3 separate regions of the Sus scrofa genome follow, and regions 1 and 3 are each linked to region 2. Evidence: chromatin contacts called from public HiChIP or PLAC-seq data. All regions are on one chromosome and are shown on one strand. Each heading gives the region's core, a stretch centred on a gene start, on an enhancer-like site or on the middle of the called end of the contact. The rest is flanking DNA. Distances are from core to core; before and after follow the strand shown. Region 1 overlaps SSBP3 (single-stranded DNA-binding protein 3). Region 2 overlaps TCEANC2 (transcription elongation factor A N-terminal and central domain-containing protein 2). Region 3 overlaps SSBP3 (single-stranded DNA-binding protein 3).

The links. HiChIP or PLAC-seq counts read pairs in DNA pulled down with a chosen protein or histone mark.
Region 1: an H3K27ac HiChIP or PLAC-seq map of alveolar macrophages shows a contact between it and region 2. The contact joins two enhancer-like sites. A contact is called at or near these places in 1 of 47 Hi-C or Micro-C datasets (embryonic fibroblasts) and 1 of 2 datasets of contacts at active chromatin or transcription factors (alveolar macrophages).
Region 3: a contact with region 2 is called in an H3K27ac HiChIP or PLAC-seq map of alveolar macrophages. The contact joins two enhancer-like sites. A contact is called at or near these places in 2 of 47 Hi-C or Micro-C datasets (embryonic fibroblasts and liver) and 1 of 2 datasets of contacts at active chromatin or transcription factors (alveolar macrophages).

What each region holds. Positions count from the first base shown.
Region 1 is chr6:158,020,004-158,022,706 of Sscrofa11.1, forward strand. The region is part of intron 4 of SSBP3 (single-stranded DNA-binding protein 3); the gene reads left to right. Among named protein-coding and RNA genes, the nearest start is that of SSBP3, 110 kb to the left of the region's middle. Within about 2 kb of position 1,333, at least 17 of the 83 cell types and tissues checked have an H3K27ac peak or open chromatin away from gene starts, as enhancers often do. A contact at or near this core is called in alveolar macrophages, where this site is marked.
Region 2 is chr6:158,220,959-158,223,658 of Sscrofa11.1, forward strand. It overlaps TCEANC2 (transcription elongation factor A N-terminal and central domain-containing protein 2), which reads right to left. Exons shown (of 5, transcript XM_005665408.3): 5 at 1-1,147. The coding sequence ends at 959. Among named protein-coding and RNA genes, the nearest start is that of TCEANC2, 40 kb to the right of the region's middle. Within about 2 kb of position 1,378, at least 5 of the 83 cell types and tissues checked have an H3K27ac peak or open chromatin away from gene starts, as enhancers often do. A contact at or near this core is called in alveolar macrophages, where this site is marked.
Region 3 is chr6:158,069,654-158,072,606 of Sscrofa11.1, forward strand. It overlaps SSBP3 (single-stranded DNA-binding protein 3), which reads left to right. Exons shown (of 17, transcript XM_021096596.1): 13 at 1,287-1,357. Among named protein-coding and RNA genes, the nearest start is that of MRPL37, 72 kb to the right of the region's middle. Within about 2 kb of position 1,573, at least 5 of the 83 cell types and tissues checked have an H3K27ac peak or open chromatin away from gene starts, as enhancers often do. A contact at or near this core is called in alveolar macrophages, where this site is marked.

The sequences.
Region 1 (2,703 bases), core at 83-2,582, 200 kb before region 2:
GGTGTGGCCCCTCTCCCTGGCTTCCCGGTGTCCTGGAGGGCAGAGCCACAGGCCCAGCCATTGCAACCCGGCCCCACCCCGTAGGGGGCCGGCAAAGGCTTCTCTTCCCCCTCCTGCTCCGTTGCTGGTGACCATGCCTGGCAGGTGCCCAGGAGCCCTCCAGACAAGTTCTCCGCCTTCTGCATCTTGGGCAGCACCGGTGTCTGAACCAGAGTCAGACTGACACCCAGATTTCAAGCAGGAGAGCCAGCTACGCTGTCCGTACACTAACCAGGCGCGGCGGGCCGCCCGATTGGACAGCGGCAGACTAAGCCCCCGGCTTCTCGTGGTGGTGTTTGGTCTAATTTCCTGTGCGTTGTGACCTACATCATTCCTGATTTGCTAAACCCTCTGAGCAGGCAGCAGTAATAAATCAATTAATGACTCCGATGAATCGCTTAATGGCTGACAACATAACGGTGAGGCCAACAGCTTGCATCTCTCCAGCAGGACCAAAGGACGCTGGTCCACCCGGGTGGGGGACGAAACAGAGACTGTTAGCTAAATTAGCGCAATTAGTGCGTGCTTTAAAGGCTTAGGCGGCATCTGCTCAGCGCTGAGCCCCTGAGCCTGCAAACCACAGCAGCGGGCCCCTCACGCCCTCCATCCTGGGCGGCAGGAGAGCCTGAGGATTCCCGGCTCCTTGGTTCCCACAGCCGTCTCCGGCCACGTGTGCACCTCCCCGCTTCGCTACCAGGGAACTGGGGTGAACTTCTCAGGCAGCTGCGTGCCTTGTCCTGTCCCAGCAGAAGCTGTGCCGGGGGCGGGCGGTGGGGGGCGACTCTGTCCTCATGGAAATCTGGTGCCAGCCGCACACATGAAAGCAAAGTGAAAGGTGTTCGGGGGGCCAAGCCTGTAATGATTTCTCTTAAACTTTTAAAAAAAAAAGAAAGTTTCTGAAGCGGGCGGTTTTTTGTTCTCTGCACACCTCCATCCTGGCAGGATTAAGTTGTCATTGGAACCGAACGTGTGTGCGGGCCCCTGCCAGGGAATTTTCCACTTTGCAGAGGCGACTGCCAGTGTTCTTGTTAAGGAGCTGTCACTGGCCTACGATGACATGTTTGTGGTTGTAAACGGCTCCTTTAAGACAGGGGGAAGCGTGCATGTGTGTGTGTGTCTGTGTGTGTGTTTTGCTAATGGTGTAAACCAGGCCCCGAAGCTCATCTCTCTTTAAGAAGAGAATCAGCGTTGTACAAACAGCGTGCCGTTGATCCACTCCGTGCTGCTCATGTGCAGGCGGGACCTCTAGCCCTTAATCTCCGTTGTCTCACATGCGCTCGCCCGGGACCTGTGTGCTGTGCCGTGCGGCCCAGCCCGGGAGGTGTTTGCACACCGGGGAGGGTGCCCTGGCCAGCATCCACGGTATAACCAGGTATTAATTAAACAGGGCTCCACCTCTTACCCAAACGGTGCCCTTTGATCCAATTCCCAGAAGAAGTCGGGTGCTTCCTGGGATGGATGGGCAGGGCCCAGTGGGGCGGAGGCCATGACCTTCTCAGGCCAGAGAAGCCAGTTCCTCTTTCTCTTGGAACTGTTCTGACGGGGGGTTCTTTCACGCTGTAAAAGATAGAGGTCGCGCCTTAGGAGACGGGGTTCTGTCGAGTAGAAGACGTTGTCTTCTGGCAGCCCTGACCCCTCCCGTGCCCCGGCTTGCTTTGTGTTCATGGCATCTTAAAAGCAAACACACTGTCCCCTACCTGGTGCTGTGTTGCCAGCTCAGGGGCTGAGGACCTGTCGCAGCCGGAGCCCCTTACCAGGGGTTCGAGCCCTGTACCCCCGGAGTCATATTTAGGTTTCTCACACCCCCATAGAAGGTAGAGCCCCCCCCCCCAGTAGATGAGGAAGGGCTCAGAGAGGTAAAGTGAGGTTCCTGAGGAGCACGGTTGCTGGAGAATGGAAGGGCAGGGCCGGGGACCTGGACTTCTTTGTCCCCAGGCAGCATTTTTAAGCATCAGGTTCAGAACTTATACCAGGAGTTCCCATCGTGATGCAGCAGAAGCGCATCTGACTAGGAACCATGAGGTTGTGGGTTCGATCCCTGGCCTCGCTCAGTGGGTTAAGGATCTGGCGTTGCGGTGAGCTGTGGTGTAGGTCACAGATGTGGCTCGGATCTGGTGTTGCTGTGGTCGTGGTGTAGGCTACAGCTCCGATTCAGCCCCTAGCCTGGGAATCTCCTTATGCTGCGGATGCGGCCCTAAAAGGACAAAAGCCCAAAAAAGGAACGGTTTTTAAACCAGAGAAGCAGAGACACGGCCGAAAGGTCTGGGCTTGACTTCCAGTCATGCCTGTTCCAAGCTGAATGACTGGGGACCAGTCCCCGAGCCTCCATTCTCTCACCTGTGGTCCCTGCTGGCTTGTTGGGAAGATCGGGGCAAGAATGGGACATACCGCACTACGGTTGGGTGGGCAGCTGGCTCCCCTTCTGTGGAAGAGCCCCGCCACCCCTTGCTGGGGGAAGGGGAGTGAGTAAGCCCCACGCCCACCCCTCCCGCCAGCGATGGAGCGGAGGGAGCTCTGGGGCGGCTGGACACCTGGCGGGATTTGCGCTCTGAAGGAGAGGCCGTCAGGAGGCCTGGACCAGGGGAGGGATAGATGACAGCAGTAATCTCTCCCCTCCCTATCATCCCCCGCATCTCCGAGTCCCGCCGTCCTTTAAGGCCCTGG
Region 2 (2,700 bases), core at 128-2,627:
GATGATCTGGCATTGCCGTGAGCTGCAGTGTAGGTCACAAACGCCGCTTGGATCTGGCGTCTGCCGGCAGCTGCAGCTCCAATTCAGCCCCTGGCCTGGGAAGTTCCATATGCCGCAGGTGCAGCCCTGGAATGGAAACAGAACAAACAAACAAACAAAAGCAAGTATCATTTACGTAATTGTTCAAGCAAGTCTATGTAGAGGTATTTCATTTTAAAGCACACACATATACAATTTTTCTCCTACAGGAATTCATTTCAAAAGAAATTTCATCATGTATCTTCTGCAGAACCTTAAACCGAGAGCTGACATATTCAAATAAACCTCAAGGTGTGGGGATGCTTCAGGCCAGTTCCTCATTAGAAGCCTCAGCATGGGGGCTCCGGAGCCCAACACAGAAGGTCTTCCAGGGAGAGCTGAAACGTTCAGATAAGTGAGTTCTGGAAAGAAGGGGTGGTTGGCGGGCTCTGGCAGGCTCACCCCTGGGGTAGAGCAAAGAGAACAGACGGGGGAGTTCTGAGAGGCACTGGCGCTATCTAAACTCAGGGGGACGGAACCGAGTGAGCAGCAGCGGTAATTGAGTTTCAGTTACCTGCAGGGTGGCGAAATAAAGTAGGAACTTCATCTGCCTGACACGGGGGACATTTAGAGGTGTCCTTGGCATATTCACAGTGAAATCTGTCACCCTTTCACTGTGCTGGGTGATGGCAACCGTGCCGCGCTTCCTAGTGACAACCAGCGCACATCCTGTCAGGCAGCCCCAGCGCACTACAGCTAATGAAGCGCTTCCTGCGGCCTGTCTCCCAGGGCTCTCTGCATCCTCTGTCTGGAACATGGCACCACGGGAAAATTTAGCACAGCCAGCAACAGCCATCGCCCAAACTCAAAAGAATCTTTGAATGGCAGAGAGAGGCCCATTTTCCTTTCTGCCCAGCCCAGGGGTGGAACCGTCCTCGGGTCACTTTTTGTGGGTCTGTACAAACGTGCCGACTGGCAGCGTGCCGTTCTTCACCTGAGCCCGGATTTCAGCTTGATGCTTTAATGTGAAGACCAGGGCTCTCACCGTCCGCCGGTACGGCCCATTAATGAGGCGGGAGCAGAGATGAAACGTTTCCCGTTCAATATTTTCAACCAGTAGGTGATCCATCTAAAAAAAACAGCAAAATTATCAAATTAGGGCCTTGCATTGCATAAGGATTAAAAGTGAGAGAGGCTGGAGCACTTTGCTCAGAGGCCTCCATTAATCAACTGAAATTCAAGGACATCTACTTCCTGTCACCAGAGAAACAGGAAGAGCAAATTAATTCCACCCTGGCAATTAAGGAACAAGGCCATGTGCTTTGTGACAGGGACCTCATTCACAACCCCTGCCGGGTGGTAATATTTGCCATTATAACAGGAAACTGGCTTGAACCAAGCAATGGGTTCTGGGCCCTGTACTCTACCAACCAGGAAACGAAGACTGAGGATAATAAATCAGTATAACATTTATACTTTTCTGTTTGTTTGTTTTTCAAGTGCCTTTTAACCCTTTAGCAGCATTTTAGAAACAATGGGTCTAGATCCTGATATGTGTGTAAAACAGTTTATAAATCACTTTTCATATTTAATGCCCACAACTCCTATGATCTCATTTTACAGATGAGGAAACAGGTTGAAAGATAAAGAAATGCTTGCGATTCTTACAACTATTAAGAGGCAGAGTTAGGGGCTCTGACCCGGAGCCCCCAACTCCAACATTCATGTGTCTTCCTTTTTACCACCCTCACTGTTCCCTTCACGTTCTGAGATCAGTTGGATTTGGAGAGACTTCTGCAGAGTCACCTAAGCAGAACGGGCCTAGAGGATGGGCGCTGTGGCAGTCTGGCGGTGTTCTGGCTCAGGCCCAACCCTCTTGAAGTCACAGGCCAAATCAAAGCAGGACAGGTCTGGGGCTTTGTCCACATGCTCTGGATCCAGGCCAGACTGGGATGCTGGTCTGGGACCCCCTCACTTCCTTTCCAGGCGCACCACTCACTATTGGCCTCCCAGGTCCTGTTCCTCACCCAGCCTGAGCAAGCTCAGCTGCTTTCACACACCTCTACGCCTCTCGACAGGTTCATGTTCCCTTGCAAGGCACACTTGCCCTTGAAAACACACTCCTATTTGTAGCTCAAAGATTAGCTAAAAAACAAAAAGTAGAGAGTTGTGGCTCAGCAGATGAAGAACCTTACCACAATCCATGACGATACGGGTTTGATCCCCCACCTTGCTCAGTGGGTTAAGGACCCAGCATAGGTCACAGATATGGCTTGGATCTGGCATTGCTGTGGCTGTGGCACAGGCCTGCAGCTGCAGCTCCGATTCGACCCCTAGCCTGGGTACGTCCATATGCCTTGGGTGCAGTTGTCAAAAAAGAAAACAACAAAAAAAAGCAAAAAAAGCAAATCCTAGTTCAAAGGACTGAAAGTTCTTCTTGAGGCTGCCACAATGTCCTGAGCTTTCCTTAGTCATTTCATAATATAATGACAGATTTCTTGAGTCTGTTTTCCTTAAGAGTGAGTTCCTTGAAAATAAATTTTACTCACTTCCTTTTTTTGCTTCACTCCTTCCCTCCCTACCCTACCACATAGTCAAATACTCATTTAGCAACTACTACGTACTTGGGCTGAGGAAAGGGCAGTGAGCAAGGTTGACACAACTCTTGGCTCCATAAGGAGC
Region 3 (2,953 bases), core at 323-2,822, 150 kb before region 2:
TCCAGCTCCTATTCGACCCCTAGCCTGGGAACCTCCATATGCCGCGGGAGCGGCCCAAGAAATAGCAACAACAACAACAACAAAAGACAAAAAAAAAAAAAAAACAGAAGAGGGCAGAGCGTGGAGATCCCACTGGTCAGACCAGTCGTCCCCCTGGTCAGAGAGAACCTGTTCTGGCTGTCGTTTCTCTGGATGACTGAAGAGGGGCTTTGGGGCTCTGGCATCGTGGGACGAGGATTCTCTAGCTGACACCTCTCGGGTCCTGAAGCCCTGGCTTCTGGTCCTCTGTGGCCGAGATGCCTTCTCTTTTCTTTAATCGGAAGAGGGCATGTGTGCACACACTTGGGCGTGCGCACGCGCGCGCGCACACACACACACACACACACACACACACACACACACACACAGAGGCAGCATCTCAGTTGTGTTTCTTTCCCAGCTAAGAATAGCATCCCACCAACTAGCAGGAATTCTCTGCGCCGTCTTTACTCTCCCCCAAAATAAAGAGTGAGAGGTAGTTGGATTTCTGCCCGAGAAGTATGGTGCCTGCTCCTGATAGAAACAAGTTAGCTGATTTCCTCAGGAGATTCTCCTGGCTAATTGGGGAGACAGAGGGGCCCCCCTCTCCCACCCCCTCCTTGGCTCCCCCCGTAGCAGGGAAGCTGCTCAGCTGCAGGGGTGGAGCCGGTGGCGGCAAGCACGGTATCCCGGCTCCCGCTCCCGCTCCCTCTTTCTGCTGCTGCATTTTTATGAGCTGCATGACCTACATTCAGACTGGGTCACATTAAACCACTCCATATGTTAATGCGTCTCCAGCCCCGTCGCCGCCACCTCTCCCTCCTGCCCCCTCAGCTTGGCAGGGTGGCCCCCTGGGCAGCGGGCAGTGTTTCTCCTTCCCGACCTGATGCACCCTGCTGGGCCGGGCTGCAGGCACAGGGTGGAGGTCCGGCTGCCCCTGCCTCGTCCCGGGCCGCATCTGGGAACCTGGTTTGGTGTGGGGTGGAGAGTGGAACCCGTAGCCACCCCGCCTTGCCGTGTCCATGTCCACATGGCTGTCCAGGCACCCGGAAATCCTTCCTTTCAGGGTTGAGTGGTTTTCACAGCGGAATTTTCTGTGATTAAAAACTTTGTGAATCTTCATTAAATACAAATTAGCCAGAAAATGGTGGTACTTAGAGGATATTTTAGGTGATAAAATACAAAAGAATGAGTTCAAGTGCCACGAGTTTGTTTTAATTAAGAAATGAATTAATCACCCCGACTTGCGGGTTTCCACTGTTCTGCAGATTCAACAAATTCCAGTGACAACATCTACACAATGATTAATCCGGTGCCGCCTGGAGGCAGCCGATCCAACGTAAGTCTGCTTTCTAATAATTTACATATCAGATACCATAACAAATCATAATTAACTTCATCAGCTGAGGGGAAAGCAAGTTTAATTGATTTCAGCCATTTGTTACCAAAGATGAATAAAATAAACCGTCAGAAAAGTGATTAACTCTTGGGCAGCCCAGTTCCCGTTTCATGCCCTGCAGGGGGTGGCGTGGGTCTTACCCGGCTGGTCCGAGCCGGGCACCCGGTCTCGCTGTGGGGACCCCTGCTGGCCCGAGTGGGGTGTTGGTGGGAAGAGCACAAGCCACAGGGGGGTCAGGCCAGTCCCTGCCCGGCTGACTGGCTGTGCACCTGGGTTAGTGCCTCACCCTCTCTGGTCTGGTTCCTTGGCAGGTGAGCTGCGGGTGGAGCCCCCGGGGACCTGCCTGCCCTGTGCCTCTGCCGCCCACAGCCCACAGCCTGTCTGCCTCTCCTCCTGCCACCCCCTCATCTAGAAGCTACTCCTTCCCTTCTTGGCCTCTCAAAGTTCCTACCTCCGATGAGGCTGGAGCTCAGATTCCCTTTCTCTGGTTCTTGCTCACCCGCTCCTTCTCGAGTTCCCGCATCCCGTCCTCTGGGGGAGGCTCCTTGGGGTGTCGAGAGGCACCTTTCCTGGGGTCACGTGACTGAGAAGTGCGGGAACCAGACTCATCCCCTGAAGTCCCACCCCCTGTGCTCTCCCTCTCGTGGGCAGCCAGCACCTCCCATAGCCCCTGCCTCGCCCCAGGGTAACCAACCATTTGGGTTTTAGCACTGAAAGCCCTGTGTCCCAGAAGATGACTTCCCAGGACACAAAAAGTCTTGGTTTGGGCGAGTTCCCACTGTGGTGCAATGGGATCTGCAGTGTCTCTGCAGCATTGGGACACAGGTTCGATCCCCGGCCTGGCACAGTGGGTTAAGGATTCCATGTTGCTGCAGCGGTGGTGTAGGTCGCATGTGCAGCTCAGAGCTGATTGATATGCCACAGGGTAGCCAAAAAAAGAAGGGGGAAGAAAAGTCTCGGTTTTTGGCAATGGATGCAGGAAATTGGGCAGAAACGTTTAAGACCCACTTAAACGGCCCCAAAGACAGGACTGAGCACATGAGTATGGCATAGACTCCTCCTCCCAGGTCGCCCACATGTCCACGACCACAGATGCCAGCAGCCGTGTGCTGTGGCTCTCAGGATGGACCCTCCAGTTGTGCCTTTGAGGGGCCTGACTCGGGCACCGCACCTCACCTCTGCCCCCACGCTGCCGGCAGCCTGCCTGTGTGCTTTGTGTCGAGAGTGTGCGGGTTTCCTTTTTCGCCGTGTGAGTATCGTGAGTGTGTTTTCTAAGAGCTCAGATGATGAAAATGAGGTGGATGAGACCTCCAGCACCAGCGTGACCCCAGGGTCACCAAAGCAGAAAGGGCTGGGTGACCGTGTGAATTTCAGTGACAAATGTGAGGACACAGACAACTGGATTAGGGAGGCGAATAACCAACACGGAACGTCCTGGCAAGTGTGCCAAACAGAAGAGAAAGGGCCGTGAGAACACGTCGCCCCGGAATGAACGCCGCCGCCGTGCTGGTCCCTGGATGGCTCCGTGAACTGAGA